2 separate regions of the Dromaius novaehollandiae genome follow, and region 2 is linked to region 1. A link is a contact called in public Hi-C data. All regions are on one chromosome and are shown on one strand. Each heading gives the region's core, a stretch centred on a gene start, on an enhancer-like site or on the middle of the called end of the contact. The rest is flanking DNA. Distances are from core to core; before and after follow the strand shown.

The links. Hi-C and Micro-C count contacts between places; a contact is called where the count stands out from the background.
Region 2: a Hi-C map of brain shows a contact between it and region 1, with 2.8 times the contacts expected there. The contact joins the promoter of UBE2U here to the promoter of ROR1 in region 1. A contact is called at or near these places in 2 of 4 Hi-C or Micro-C datasets (brain and liver).

What each region holds. Positions count from the first base shown.
Region 1 is chr8:40,002,408-40,009,794 of bDroNov1.hap1, reverse strand. It overlaps ROR1 (receptor tyrosine kinase like orphan receptor 1), which reads right to left and starts at 4,267. Exons shown (of 9, transcript XM_064516312.1): 1 at 4,203-4,267.
Region 2 is chr8:40,155,881-40,163,267 of bDroNov1.hap1, reverse strand. It overlaps UBE2U (ubiquitin conjugating enzyme E2 U), which reads right to left and starts at 3,396. Exons shown (of 10, transcript XM_026111605.2): 1 at 3,200-3,396; 2 at 2,688-2,769; 3 at 2,179-2,271. The coding sequence starts at 3,265.

The DNA of each region.
Region 1 (7,387 bases), core at 3,018-5,517:
AGTTTTCTCCCTGTTTAGCTTCTATACAAACAAGTCAACTTAGCTGAAAATGAGTCAAGCGCAGCTACTGCTGCGTAAGTAATTAGTAATCAGTGAGTAAGCACTTACTGACTGTAAGCGCCGAGAGCAGCATTTTAGCCCTGCTGTGTTTTGCTTTCCCCCATTATCCGGCGCGTCTCATGCTGGGCTGCGGGACTGTCCACGTGACCACACTTTCTACACATTTGTGGCCTCATTAGAAGGGCTCGGTCAGCCCATCGGAACATGACGGTGCCCGCAACCAGCCCCCAAACATGCTTTTTTCCTCTCGCTGGTGATAGGAAGCTGAGCTTTGTGGGCACGAGGGTTGGAGTTCCTTCCCTTCTGCCAGCGCAAAGTACCAATTTGCTGTATGTTATAGCATAGCTGTGTCTGTGGTCAGACACTCAGTAGTGAATAGTGCTCTTTTGCTGAAGTCAAGTGACACTGCCAAAACTGACTGAAGCTACTGGCAGTGAAAACTACCTTTTATTCAGGAGAATGGTCTCATTCCTGGGGTTTTTAGGTTATGTTTAGGATTTTAAAAGTCAATGGTTTAATAAAAAGTTCATAAGCAGAGTGAAAACCAGGACAAGATTAAAGGAATTTCCTCCTAACTTCCTGCTAAATCAGATCTCCTCCTCCCCCATGCTTTCTTTTTCCGCTATATGAATCTGGTATTTCTTGTCAGACACTTAGCTTAGTTTTAAGAGGAGAAACAAACCCAGAAAAGCATCTAGCTATGTGCTAGGAAAGGAGATTGGGGCCTGATACCACCGTCTCCTCACCCATGCAAACACACACATTCCTCCTCAGACTGAGGAGCACAGTGACAATGGATTATCCACTTCCTCGCAAAGCTCTAACACTAAAATAAGCATACGTAATGGATTAAATGACAAAGGTAAGCCTAGCTCAGTACTTTGAGTGCTGGGGTAGGACCTGGACTCAACGTGCGTGGAAGGGACTTCCCGCTGCCCAGGCCTGAGTGCCCATGTTTGCAGCAGGGAGGGATTGAATTTCTAAAGCATTCCTTACTTTGTAGCTATGAACCTCTGTTCAAGGTGCAAGACTTCTCACCTCCATGCTCTGAGATGCCTTCGAATGTAGTTTCATCGCTGGCTTAAGCTAATCATGCTGCCACCTCTCTCCCTACGCTTCCTTTCCCAGTCACACAGTCCCACTGCCTTCCTCCTGTCAGCTCTCACAATTGCACGGCCACACAGGACCTTCCCTTCCAGCAGCAGGATGAGCTTAGATCAGCTTAAACTAACCATGAAACCAAACCATTCCATACCAGACAGAGCTGATCCAAGTCAAGATTAAGGATGACCCACATTGTTGGCTTTCCCTGCAGCTACCTGGTCTTCTCAGTCCCACACGTTGTTTCTGACTCACTAAGGAGCTGAGATGGTTCAAGAGATAGATAGGCTGACAGATAATTCTCCCTTCATAGAGTGAAGAGGTTTCTGCCAGTTTAGGTCCCTACCACCTTATTGACAGGGAGCAATGAGGACAAGCAGCTCCCTAAGGGACAGGGAACCAAGCACAGTGACACAGCCAGCAGGGCCAGGGCCTCACCAGCCTGAGCCCCGTCCCAGGGCACCCCAGCAAGGCAGGCCGAGGGGTGGTGGCCAGGCTCAACCAACAGGCATCCGGCAAGTTCGTGGTGATGAAGCAGGTCTGAAATCAAGGCGGGAAGTCAATCTGCAGGTCAGGATCAGGTCCATTGGCAGCAGCCAGGTCAGAAACAGCCCAGAAATCGCCAGGCAGGTCCATGGTGACACAACAGGTCTGGGTCAAGCCAGGAAGTCAGAGCCCCTGAGCAGGGTGTGTGGGTAGAGACCCTAGGTGAGGTTGGCCAGGGCCATTAAGGCCATCTAGTCGCATTAATACTAGAGCTAATGACAGTGGGAAGGTCAGGCCATACAGCTGAGGCAGGATTTTGGCAGCACTAGTCTGGATTCGCTGTGGCTGCCCTGGCCCTCTGGAGGGTTACATCGCAAGTTCTCTCTAAGCTGATCTCATCGTGAGAAGTTCATTCAGCCGACTGGTCCAGTGGAAAATGAACCCTCTGACAAAAAAAGAAAGATGTTTTTTGAGATCAGCCAGCTGGGCCAACCCTCCACGCAGCTGCTCTAGTGTTAGACCCAACGCAGGCGACTGGGACCCTTATTCCAGGGTGGGGCAGGAATGATGGAGCTGCTGCTTTTGGCGGCAACCTGACATTAAACTCATTTAGCTGTAACATAAAATAGTTTCTTAATCTCTCTGTTTTTTGTATAATGAGGCAAGATGTCTGTGAGGTCCAGACACCTTTGAGCTGCGCCCAGGAACAACCCACGGCGAGTGCATGAGGATACAAAAGAAGTCTATGGCAGATCAGGAAACTAACTGCAGATTTGCAAAGTCTTGAGCTAGCTTCTAAATGCTGGATACATGCAGCGTGAAAGGATACATCAGTTATAGTTAAAAAACAAGCCACTTATTTTTAGCTGCAGATCTACCAAAGCGCATGCAATTAGCAAATATAAATCACTTCCGGGCTTGAAGACTGTTCAGCACAGCACGTAAATGAAAGTTAAAACATACATTTGGGGAATACGTAGTACATCTGCTCTTAATCTGCAACATTTTGAAATCAATACAACTATTCTCCCTACTTTTCCTTTAATGTGCAGCAGTCTGTCATACCACAGTGGAAGAACGAGAAATATATTAAACAAAAGCGCTAGAGTGGACATAACCCTAAATACTACAAAGTGAATAGTACAGAGTATTTTTAACTGCTGGATGGCAGAAAGTAGTCAAGGTAAGAATAAACACTGGCTTGGGAGGAGGGATTAGAGACAATTTCTCCTACATGATCTGCAGGATACCGCGGAGATGTAATGCACAGATAAGACTTCAGAGGTGACTCGGGGGAGACGAATCGCCGGTTTGATGCATGTCTACATATTTTAAAACAACGCAAGGCTTGTAGTCAATATCTTTGTGGAATTAGTTCCCGCAGGGAAAATGTATTACACACATAACTTTTTTCTTCTTTCTCGTTGTTTTTAATGAAAAGATAGCTAAGAAGCTGACTGTCTGGGAATGATTTGTAAGTACAATAAACCTAACAAGAGGATGATAAGCAAGATGTAGTAAGAGAATAGTGTCAGAAGTACAGCAAACTGAAAAAGAAACATTACACTTTTGTAGTTACTGACAAAATGTCTTCTTAAGTATCATGTCACATTGTAAAAGACTCCTCATTTTTCTTTCCATCTCTCACTAGTATCCCTATTAGTCTAAACAATTTTTTTTTTCATTTTGACCATCTGGGGCCATATCGCTCATTCTTTGCCCATTAGAAATTCAAATACAATTAAACCAAAATGTTAAGGCTTCTACAGTGGAGTTTCAAGATGAGGCTAGGATGTTTATTCTGCTCCTGCAAAGCAGCATTCTTGGATTCACAGCATCTGCAATCCATGGGAGGACCATGTGTATAGCTGAGATTTCATCAATGATTTTTAAATGCCAACATAATCCAGAAAACGACAATTGGTATTACTTTTTAAAGGTTGGAGATTTACATGTATCTTTGCTTACATTGTCAGTTTTTGGGGACAGGACTTCTGTCTAACGGATGTGGAGACATTGTCTCACTTGAGGCATCCTCCATTTTCTACCTGAGCTTTTGGGAACATGCGCAATGCAAACAATAATATCTTTTTTTAAAACGAACAGGAGATATGAATGACAATTTTCTGAATTATGTAAAAAAAATCAACCACTGTATAGAGAATAGGCATGTGCAAGAAAAACATATATCTTGCTATGTGATTTTTTTTTCAGCAAGCTAGCTTCCTTGTAAAAGCTCGTTGCAGACAGTTTAAGAAAAGCATACATTGGCCAACATGAAGAGTGTATGCTGTTCATGTGAGTCCTGTTACTTTATATGGTCATGCAGCAAAAGCTTTCCATTTTTTTCATGTTGCATGAGAAAATGGTTGATAAACTTGGTCATCATCACGGACAACTCTTAAGCAGTTAAGACTTTGTTTTCAGGATTTGTGTTTTCAACCGGGGTAAGAACAGATACCGAAAGACAGAGAGGTAATGGATTGCACTTGATGCAGGGTTTTAGTTAAGAGCTAGATCCAGTACTGGTCCTTGTCAGGACGTTTCTGACCTACCTTTCACTGCCTGAATCGGCAGGTCAGCGGGCGAGACGCTGCGGTGGCTCAGAGCACGTTCGTAGGCAGTGGGAGACGCATCCCCCGCCGGGGACCTCTTTCTATTTGGAAGCCAGCAGGTTCGGCCACTGAGCAGGTGTTTGTGCCAGCCTGTAGAGCAGCTCCGTCTCCTTCTCCGACCGAAATTTTTGCTTTGCCTTAAGAGGAAAGCGAAGGGCTGGACGCTGGAGGAGAGCATGGTCAGGGGTCAGAGGACAGGCTATAGCCCTAGGGACCGGCAGAAGCGAGCGTCAGGAGGTTCAGTGTAATCTCGTTCGGACAATCTAGCTCAGCCAGTGATCTGGGAGTGCTTTGAAAATTGGCAGGAGACTATGGAAAAGATAAAAGGAAAAGCCTTGAAATAGACCACAATTCTTTCCCTTTCATATATGTATTACACTGGAATTTTATATATATAGCAGAAGGACTCTGTTCTTTATATCCTTGAATTACATCCCTCCATAATATGTAATTTTACCCTTCTGAAAAACTGAGGGTGATAGAATGGGACACAAACACGAGCAACTACTTAATAACATATGCAAATATCGGTGCGCATTTTACACATTATCTTTATTGCTGCTGTTGCTGTTATTATTTTATTTTTGTAATTGTGTGCTGGCGCCCCAGCATTTCATTAAATTTGGTATCCCGTTGTGCCGGGCACTTTCAAAGCATTAATTTAACAACCAGACACAGTGCAGAGCAGGACAGGCAACGGGAGAAGCGTGTAAGAGCAATGCTCGCAGGTGATCACGTGGACTGGCTATTTCCATTTCAGACACTGGGCTTTGCAGGCATCTTTCGGGAGGAAGGAGTTGCATGCGTTTTATCTCTGACTTGCTCATTATCCCCAGGAGTGAGTCTTGAAAAGAAGGTAATGGATTTACAGCTTCGTTCAGGCATGACCAGTCTGCACTTTTGCAAAATATCTCAGGTAATTTCAGGTGAAACTCCTCGTTAACTTCAAAGGAGCCAAGGTCTCTCTTACAGAGTTTGTTTTCTTTTTGTACAAGGAATCAGTCAGCCCAGTCCTCCAAAATCCGATTCAGGGAGATGATTAAGGCGATAGTTTGGAAAGCTCAGCTAACGTTACGCTCAACTATCTTAATTCATGCCTTTACAACGAGTTAGATGACTTTGCAGGCCGCCCCAGATCAACTTGTAGTAAGTGGTTCTGCCAGGAACGAGCAGTGGCATCGGCTCTACATCTCCCAGTTCTCCCCATAAATTAATTGGTAAGGGGTGCTGCAGTCATCAGCATGAACGAGGGAGGTTTCACCACCTTCTTAAACAATATCACCTTTGTTGCCAGGAATGGAGAGCAGTAAAATACTTCAGTCACTAGAGGAAGAAGAAAGTCACAAATTTTGCAGGCGAAAAATAGATTCCAGCATTCCTGGGCTGACAGGTTAATAAGAAGGCCTGAGCATTTGCCTTTTCAATGTATTTACTTGTGAGTCTACACAGGGAATTTGTTAGGGATCTGGCAGTTTGAGCAGGTTTTTATTCCAGCAGCATTTCAATTCGCCTTTAAGACTTTGAATTGAGACAAACCGAACGAAAGGTCCCTTGGTGGAATTTGCATGGAAGTTAGCAGGGGGCTGGCAAAACCGTGATAGCAGGTTTTAGGTATCAGGTTTATAGACTTGTAGTGTACCATCTAACATCTCGTATTTTCCACTCATTCGGCATGTAAAACTTTTATCCATATCAGTGTGAGTTTAGCACACCACTAAAATGGAGACTATGCCCCTAGGACACAAATGATGTAAGGTACCCCGTTTAGTTACAACAACTTGGCTGCACTAAATCTTGATGTTGAATGTTTGCTTTAGTTCCCCCATAAACTTTGTCTGCTGGATTTATATATTTTGGCTCCTTTTATTTTGACTCAAGTGGCTGAATTTGCAATGGGCTTAAGTGAATGCAATTCCACTCACTCCGGCAGCAGATCTGGAGCACAGTGGGTATTTCTTGTTATATAAATACAGGGCCTCATCTGGCAAGATGCTGAGCGGACTAACGCGTTCGGATGTCGATGAGGTCTGAGAGCGCTCAGCACCTCAAGGGACAAATCCCAGACCCTGCAACAGCCGAACTGCAGCAGATCTGTGGTCATTTTCTACAGCCGTTTGTCAGAGCCGGACTACACAGTGCGTTGGCCTGTCCCCGTTACAGTCACAAGCGCAGAAGTTAAGATAGTTGTTTTCCTGGCTATTATAAAAGCACACCTATATCCGCAACAACAATTCCTTAAATTACGAGGAGGATGAAGTTTTTTGTCTCTATAGGTCTATGAAATTTAGCTTCCGCTCACGCGGTTGTGTTTTTTTGGAAATAAAGCAGTATTTCAATAATGGCTTCAGTGGGATTTTTTTAATTCTTGTGCTCTATTTATAATTTTTCTAAAATCCACTTCAATTCCAGTGAAAATGGCTCTGATCTGATAAAGGAGATGAAGTCACTGCATCGGCTTACTCTTTTATTTCCATAAGGTTTGAAAGTTTTGTTCCCTGCAGGTTTGGAGCCCGGGTGTATTCGTCTGTTTTGGGGCAGGAAAGTTCTGCGGAGCAGCGTTTGGTCACCGTTGTCTGAATTTCATTATTCAGCTCTCCAGACTGGCAGAGGGGAAAAGTGCAAGTGAGCTGGGTCACAGGCTGAAATGTGAGAGCAGTCAACTTTTTCTGAAGTTTATGGGAATGAAAGGAAATTTAATACTGTTCAAAAGAGAGATTTAGAGTTGCATCATGTGAAAACAATTGGAGAAGTTCAGTCCTGAGGTCCCGGGTTATTTGGTAACCTACATGACCATTTGTCAGCCTGCAAGAGATGACGTTGGCTTTGCCGCTGGTCACAGTTGGCCTCTGTTTTGGAGGGGTATTGCAATGCCAGAGGAAAAAACACAAGTTATGTTGGTTTTAAAGACCACAATTAATTCTCGTCTTGATCCTCTTCGGTTCATCCCTCTTCTGCTGGCCTCCTCCGGGCTGCCGGTGGGGAGCTCCCGCAGCTCTCGGCGACGCGTGCTGACGGGCTCCTCGTGTGAACGGGGCCGCGGAGCGTGGCAGCTTCTTAGAGCTGTAAAATGCTGAACTCACGGCCATAATTTAACCTTTCAAACTGCTTCAAGCCCCACACGTTTG
Region 2 (7,387 bases), core at 2,147-4,646, 150 kb before region 1:
CTATTGCACCATGCACAGCAGCAGCTTTTCTACAGACACAAAGCTGTAGCTGTGTTAAGACTTGATCCTGCTCTGTATATGGTCTGCATATTTTCGGGACTAAGTCTAACTACTAGATAAGAAAATAAATACATAAATTATATTGCAGGATATTAAGTATATTAAAAGAAATTGCCTAAAAAGCAATGTTTGAAAGGAGAATTATTTATATTGCAATGTTGAGCACTCAAAAATTAGGAAACACCAGATTTACGGCTTCTTGTGTAATCTTCATGGCTTGGCTATCTAGGAATGTTAACTTCCTTAGAATTTGAGATGTTGCAGCATAAACTAATGTGCCCACACACAAAAGTGATTTTTATTTCTTTATCCTACGTCTGACCAATCCGATTCCAACTGTCTTTGGAAAAAAAAACAGCTCTCTTTCAGAATAAGGCTTATGCAAATCTATTTTGGAAAAAAAACATTCAATTTCTGGTACTGTGCCCTGCTGTATCAGTCTAGCGTCCAGATCATCTTTAATTTGTGACTTCTCTAATGCTCCCAAGCTCGTTTGCCTGGATTTGACCTCTTTGGAAATGCCAGCACACAGATGTGTACACCCCCTTGAAGGCTGGAATTAATGATGATTTTACACACCCAGAATCCCACCCTCGGTAAGGCAGCTCGGTCACAGAGCTGCTGTCCTTGAACAGCCTGTCCAATCCCAACAGGAGCTACTGGAACCACCAGGCTCTGCAAGCAGCTCTCCAAGTGACAAGGGAGAAGCGGCAGTGACCTTCCCGAGGAAGGAGAGCATCCTCTTCTCAGTGAGAAGCAAGCTCTCGCACTGCTAGCGAACTCAGTACAGATCTCTAAGAATATGAATCTTCCACAGCCACAGCTGTACTTCCGACCGGGGTCCTTACAGCTCTGTATCCCTCTCCCAGCCGTCAGTGCCACTGTGTGGAGTCATGTTAAAAACCTAACTTTTCAGTTTCCTCCTTTTCCTCTAGCAATATCCTCATGGCATTGGCATAGCTATTTTTCAACACATCCACGGCCATCCGGCAAAGCAGCTGCCCATACGCATAGAAAACCATGTTCACAGTAAATGACAGTTCTGTTCACACTGCTCAGCAGTTGTCCCGCTGTACTGTTTCCGCAGGATTAGGCCAAACGAAACATGGTGTGACACAGGAGGAATTATAGCAAGATGCTTGTTTGAGCCAGTGCCCAGACCCAGGCAGTCCTGGTAGATCCTGCCAGGAAGGAGAGGATTTCTGCTCAGAACATTGTATGTTTAGTCTTAAAAAATGCAGAGCCACTGTACAAGAGAAGTGGCTGAAGTAGCACAGCAAAAGTTTAGAAGCAAATTTTTGTGGCAGCAGTATCTAGGTCAGGTATCAGCAGAAACTCAGCCACAGAAACCTGGAATTCAGCAGGAGCTACGCACCAGAACTTTCACCAGATTTTCTAGACAGGATCTGCAGCCCTCCTGCAGTGAGGTGCATACTGGCAGATGCGCTAGGTATCTGCGTAATGTCTACACTGCAGTAAAGATAAAAGAGTGACTCAGTGTGGACAAACCACGATTCTGAATGAGCGCACTTGCAACCCAAATAATACGAAACAGTGTGCTTTCAGAGAAGCTTTTCATACACAACTTCCCTGGGAATTTCCATTAAAAAAAACTGTCATATGCAAAAGTGATAACCTCCCTCAGAGCTATGGCACCACAGACATCTAGCAGTTGAGCTTAGGAATAACTGCTATCAGCAAATGGTAGGAGAATGCTGTTATCTCTTTTACCAGTCGTGGTGCCATAAGAGGAAGGTGACTGTCTCAGCTCCTTCTCTTTCCTACCCCGGGATCTGAAGAGCTCCAGTCCCCTGTGGTCTCACTGTGTGCTGTGGAAAGTTACTGCTAAACCAATGTACATGGAGTCAGCAGGTTCTGCAGAGGGACCTTCAGTTAGACAGGTGAAATGGATCCATCCCGGGGGCGGCCTGAACACGCAAACAAAGATCTAGACACAGGCGAGAATCCTACGCTTGAAGAACTGGACTCTGTTTCTTGAGGCAATCCGAACCCATTCCTGTTTACTAAAGAAATGCTAGTATAAGGAACTGAAATATCAAGTTAAACACTTCCAAAACATCTGAACACGTGGCTAGTGATTTTCCCACAAACCCTTACCGTTGGGATGGAAGGGAATGGTGTTGAACTTAACAGTCGGAGGGACGTCATTGTACTCTTCACTGTATGTCAGTGACAGCTGAAGAACAGCCCCTGTCACAGAAAAAGACATTAGCTGTAAGCCACTGCATTGCATTTATCAAGCAGAGCACCAGATTTATATCTGAGCAGTTTTGCTTTGTTTATTCCTGTGCTCAGCCACATCGTTGTGTGCAGCTTTCTCAATCCCCTAGGAAAACTGCAGCATGAATGAAAAAACATTCATTATGTTAAAAGACCAAAAGCATTTGCTCAGAGATCAGACGTCATATGCTGTGTGTTAAAGACGCTGCACTAAAAACTAGTGTGTTTTTAGTGCTAACTAATAAAAAAAAGCCGACTGGATGCTATTGTGCTCTTAAACCTGCTTTAAGTCTTTTTTAGCAAATCCTGTAGGATGAAACGACAGAAATACATGTGCAAGCTGCACGTGCTATTGCAAATGCTTTGTGTTTAGGTGTACGACAGACCTTCCCAGAGCGAATCCTTGAGGCCCTGGACTTCAGCTAACCACTCCAGGAAGCTATCGTTCACGGGCCTGGCAAAAATGCCCTGCGACGAACGGAAAGAAGATAAATCTCAGCCGTTAAGTACTCATCTTAAAAAAAAAAAAGAAAAAAACACAGGACTAAATGAATCTCTGGAGCTTTCCAAGTTCCTTGCTGCCTGGAAGCACTTCAGAGACAGGGCAGTATGTTACTGAACGCAGTAACAGCAGTGCGGCCCATATCTTCGTGGCAGCGGCCTCTCCGCGACCCGGCTCCCTTCCACCCCCGGGACACCGCAGCGCTTGGCGGTGAAATTTGGGCATCGGCAAGGCGAGAAAGCCAACGCGCCCAAAATGGGGGAACCCAGGGTTTGCTGGAACTGCTGCAGCAGCTCACGGCCCGGGGGGGAGCGGGGGGAGCGGGCCGCGCTCGGCGTCCACCGCCCCCGCCGCCATGTCACGCGGTGCCGCCCCGCCGCGGCGGCCGCTACTCACGAAGAGGCGGGCGGCTCGGTGCTCCCGGTACTCCCGTCCCAGCAGCCGCCGGGCCCGGCAGCACATGATGGCGGCGGCACCGGCACCGGCACCGGGACCCACCGGTCCGCCCCGGCACGGCCGAGCCCGCCCGCCGCCGCGTCCCGGCCCGCGCGTCGCCTAGCAACGGCGCCGCGCCGCCATTTTGTTCACCTGCTGACTGCGCGGCGCGGCGCGGAGGGGCCCTTGTCCTCTTTGTGAGGATTGGGTTTTTCCGGAAAAATCTTAAAAAAAATAAAAGATTTTCTTTCCCCCTCAAGAATGAGGTATTCTGCTCGTCATCTGGCTCCCCCACGGGGAGCAATGCTTCTCCTATAGGGACCCATATAGGGACGGCAGCGTAGAGGCAGCACTTGTGCTGTCTGCAGGTCTGGATCTACCCGAATAAACTCACTTAACTGTTTACACTGAGGGTGACTGCGAATGAGTGTTGTCATGGTTCCTGTTAGTTACTGTTTCAAAATGTTATTGTGCCTTTGTAAACTATGGGAATGAGTCCCGAAAACATCTGAGTGTGTATAAATACATGCACCCGCCTATATAAACACACATACGCAGGTTGTACCCCGAGTACCGCTGCGTTGATAAATGCACGTGCTTCTTGCGAATCTAACAGATACCTCTGTTTTGTTTTAAATTCCACCAATGAGCGAAAAAACAACCCAACGTTTTCTTCGTACAGGCTGCTGCAGGTTGCGGCGTTGGAAAACGTTCCCTTGGTTGTGCCTCAAGGTTGAAATCCTTCACCCAACCGTTGCTGTACCCCTCTGCCGGAGCAGGAAAACAGGTTTTTAGGGCACAAAGCAGCAAATGAAGGCAGTGCCAGGTTGCCGGTTTGGAAGAGACACCACAACATGTTGCACTGTTAAATAACGGACACCACAGATGCTTCTAATAATTCTAGTTTCCAGTCAATTTTCCCTCCTTTGTCTTAAAGGGCTTTTGATGTGCGGTCACAATATTGTCTCTCTCTCCCTGTTTTTAATAATTTTATATTACCTCAGCAATATAACTGTCCTGAAATATACTGAACTTTAATCTCGGAGAGATCAAACAGGGAGAAATACAATGGGATGGCGAGCGGCTGCCTTGGGGGCAGTGCCCTCCCCTCCTGTAAAAGACAGCCCGCGGCGAGATAAAAATTGTTTCTTGGATTCCGGGAACATCCTGTGCGGAAGGAGGAGGCTTGCAAGACCGGCCAGAAAGCCGGCTCGGGGCCGCAAATACATAGCTGTTGGGGCAGCAGCCGAAGGAAAGCATGTGCGGGGGCAGCTGGAGGATGTGGTTCCTGTGACCGCCCGCGTCCCAGCGTCGCCAGCCCTCCGCGGTTCAGCCCCTTCCGTAAGGCTGACAGCGGAGAATCATTCGCCTACTAGCTCTTCACTAAAATAAAAAGCATTGGCTCCGTCTTAGGCAAACTAAAGATCTGGGACAAGGTACAAAAATCACATAATGTAAGCATATTGTGGTGTCTGGGGGAGGAATTGAGGACAATGTTGGTGGGCAGATCTGGTGGGACACAAGAAGGTGCTCCAAGGAGGTGCTGTCCTGAAGCACAGCTCGTGCTGCTTCTCCAAAAGACGCGTGTTCTCCGTTAGCCGAAACCAGACAGAAGCCCGGCTTCCTGGGTTTTCCCACTGAGCCTCTCCAGCTGAGCCAGAGATGGTGTAATTCTGGTCGGCATGCCTGCTCCTTCCATTCCCCGACCACAGAAAGATGATGAATTCCTATTTTAAACAAAATATTTGTTATTGTGGCATACAGTTCAGATACTGTAATTTTTTGGCAAAAAAACAAAACTAGAGCTTTTTTTGTTTATTTTAGCACTTTGGAACTCAAGCCGGTTTAACCTCCTTGGAACGAATGTGTGAGCATGTCTCGTTTTGCTGGACTGGGACCCTGCTTTGTAGCAAACCCTGTACATACCCCAGAGCTGCTTGTGAACTTGGGCTGCAAGACGTGCATTTCTCACAGGTACACACCGAAGCACCAGGGTCCCACCAATATCATTAAAACTCTAAAGACTCTCCAGGAGGTTAAAAAAAAAGCCTAATTCAAACACTACTAAAATAAATGCAAAGACACGCATGGCTTTTAGTGAGTTTTATATCAAGCCATAAGGCACAACAAAAAGATTTTTTATTTTTACAAGATTGGCCTTCCTTTGAGATTACCATCTTCGTCATGTGTAGGCAGCTCTCTTTCATTACCTGCAGCTCTATCAGGTTCATGGTTTTCTAATTAAAATATATGATTTATAACCAGTTATTTTGTTGTATATTTGCAGTTTGAAGTGGAGATACTAAAGTCACAACTACATTAGTGCTTTCGTGCACTGAATGGCTGGTGTGACATGGGCTGGAAGCACAGAGGGTGGCTTAGCCCCTTCTGTGTCTTCCCATTAACAGGAGCCAGTGAGACATTCACGGCCGTATCGCTCCTCTCTTTCTAGTTCGAGCTGTGCCTGGCCTACCTTGAGCAAGCTAGGCCTAACAACACGAGACAAAAGAAATTTCATGTCTTTTGGTCAAATGACTTGATATTGTGAGGAGGCAAAGACAACTTTTAGACATCCCGAAAAGAATGAATTCTGCCAAAAAGCCAAATACCTTTTGATAAATACAGAAACTGGAGCCAACAGATATTGAAGGTACTCATTTCATAGAATTGAGTCCATGGTGAACAGCATGTGTTTGTACTTGAGACAGGTTTTGTATTACCTGACTTACTGTCAGTGAGTGTTTTGAGTTAGGTGGACATTTTAAAGTTCTCCAGGTGAATGTAGGTTGCCGAACAGTATGGGAACAACAAGCAAGTGTGATAGCATGTTGCCAAGCCTGCAAACTGCTTGGATATCCTTATTCATGCAAAGCAAATAATGGATTCCTTTCTGACAATTTCTCATGCTCTGGATAAACATACACTGGTATTTCTGAGTTTTCCAGTCCAAGTTTCTGCATAAGTAGTTCTCTGCTTTACCTTCTGCTTTCAATCCAGAGAACGCACAACCCACTATAATCACTCCTTTGTGGGAACAAAGGCTACAAATCTCCATTTCAGTCTCTGCATTTTGGTCTTTAAATCAGCAAATATTTATTCTCTTTTACGCACATAAAAGCTAACCTGGAGAGAATGAGATTCTCCAGATTGAAGGTTTGCTAAACATTCTTTATTCAGAGTTTTACTTCCAAACCTCTAGAGCTTCTCAATCCATTTTAACATTTCCAACAGTCTTGGCTGTTCTGTCTGTGAAGATAGAAGATACGATGACTCTAATATCCAGCATTAGGAATGTGGAAGGTTCCCTCGTCCTTTATTTGCCATGAAAATAACCTTCATCTGTATGTCTGCATTCCCACCTGAGGAGTAATTTCTTAATTTTTGGCAACATTTATTTTCCACATTATCTAATTGGGTCTTAGAAGATTTTTTTCCTCCTTTTAATTGCTCCCTCATGAATTCCTGCCTCTCTGCTTTAACATTTGTTCCCTGACTGTGATTTCAGCCTCAGGGTTCACAAACTTCACTTGCTGAGAGGGGCAGAAGGGAAGGAAGAGGTCCTCACAGCTGGTCTTACTTCTAACTGTGAATCTGAAAAATATTTTAACCTTCAATATCTAGCTAACTTTGAAAAAAAGGGAAAACTAAATAGAACTGAGTGTGTTTGCATCGTAGCTCCTTTTTTTAACATAAAACCACAAAAATGTGTCAGGGATGACTTCATGACTCATAACCATTGCTGCTCCATTAAGTATGAGCTTACCATTTTCCTATCAGGGTGACTGAAGTATGCAAATTCATAGCGATGCTTACCTACATAAGATGCCAGTCCCATGCATGCTAAATATGTATTGTACTGCTGTGAGAGAGGTTTTTACCTGAGTGTTGCTCATGCTTGTCTTCACAGGATTGAACTGTCTTGTGGCGTTAACATGTTCAGTTGAAATTTGTCCTGCTGGGACCTCTATCACTTGCCCTTCCAACTTGCAGAAACCATCCGTCTAGATGGCTCTTGATAGGTGGTTCCACTGCTTTCTTTCCCAGCATATGAACATATAATATTCCTATGTGAAGAGGGGCCCTCCTGATACTTTTTTCATAAAGTCATTCAGTGAAGGCTGTTGCTTGAAAGTGAAGAGCAAATATCCT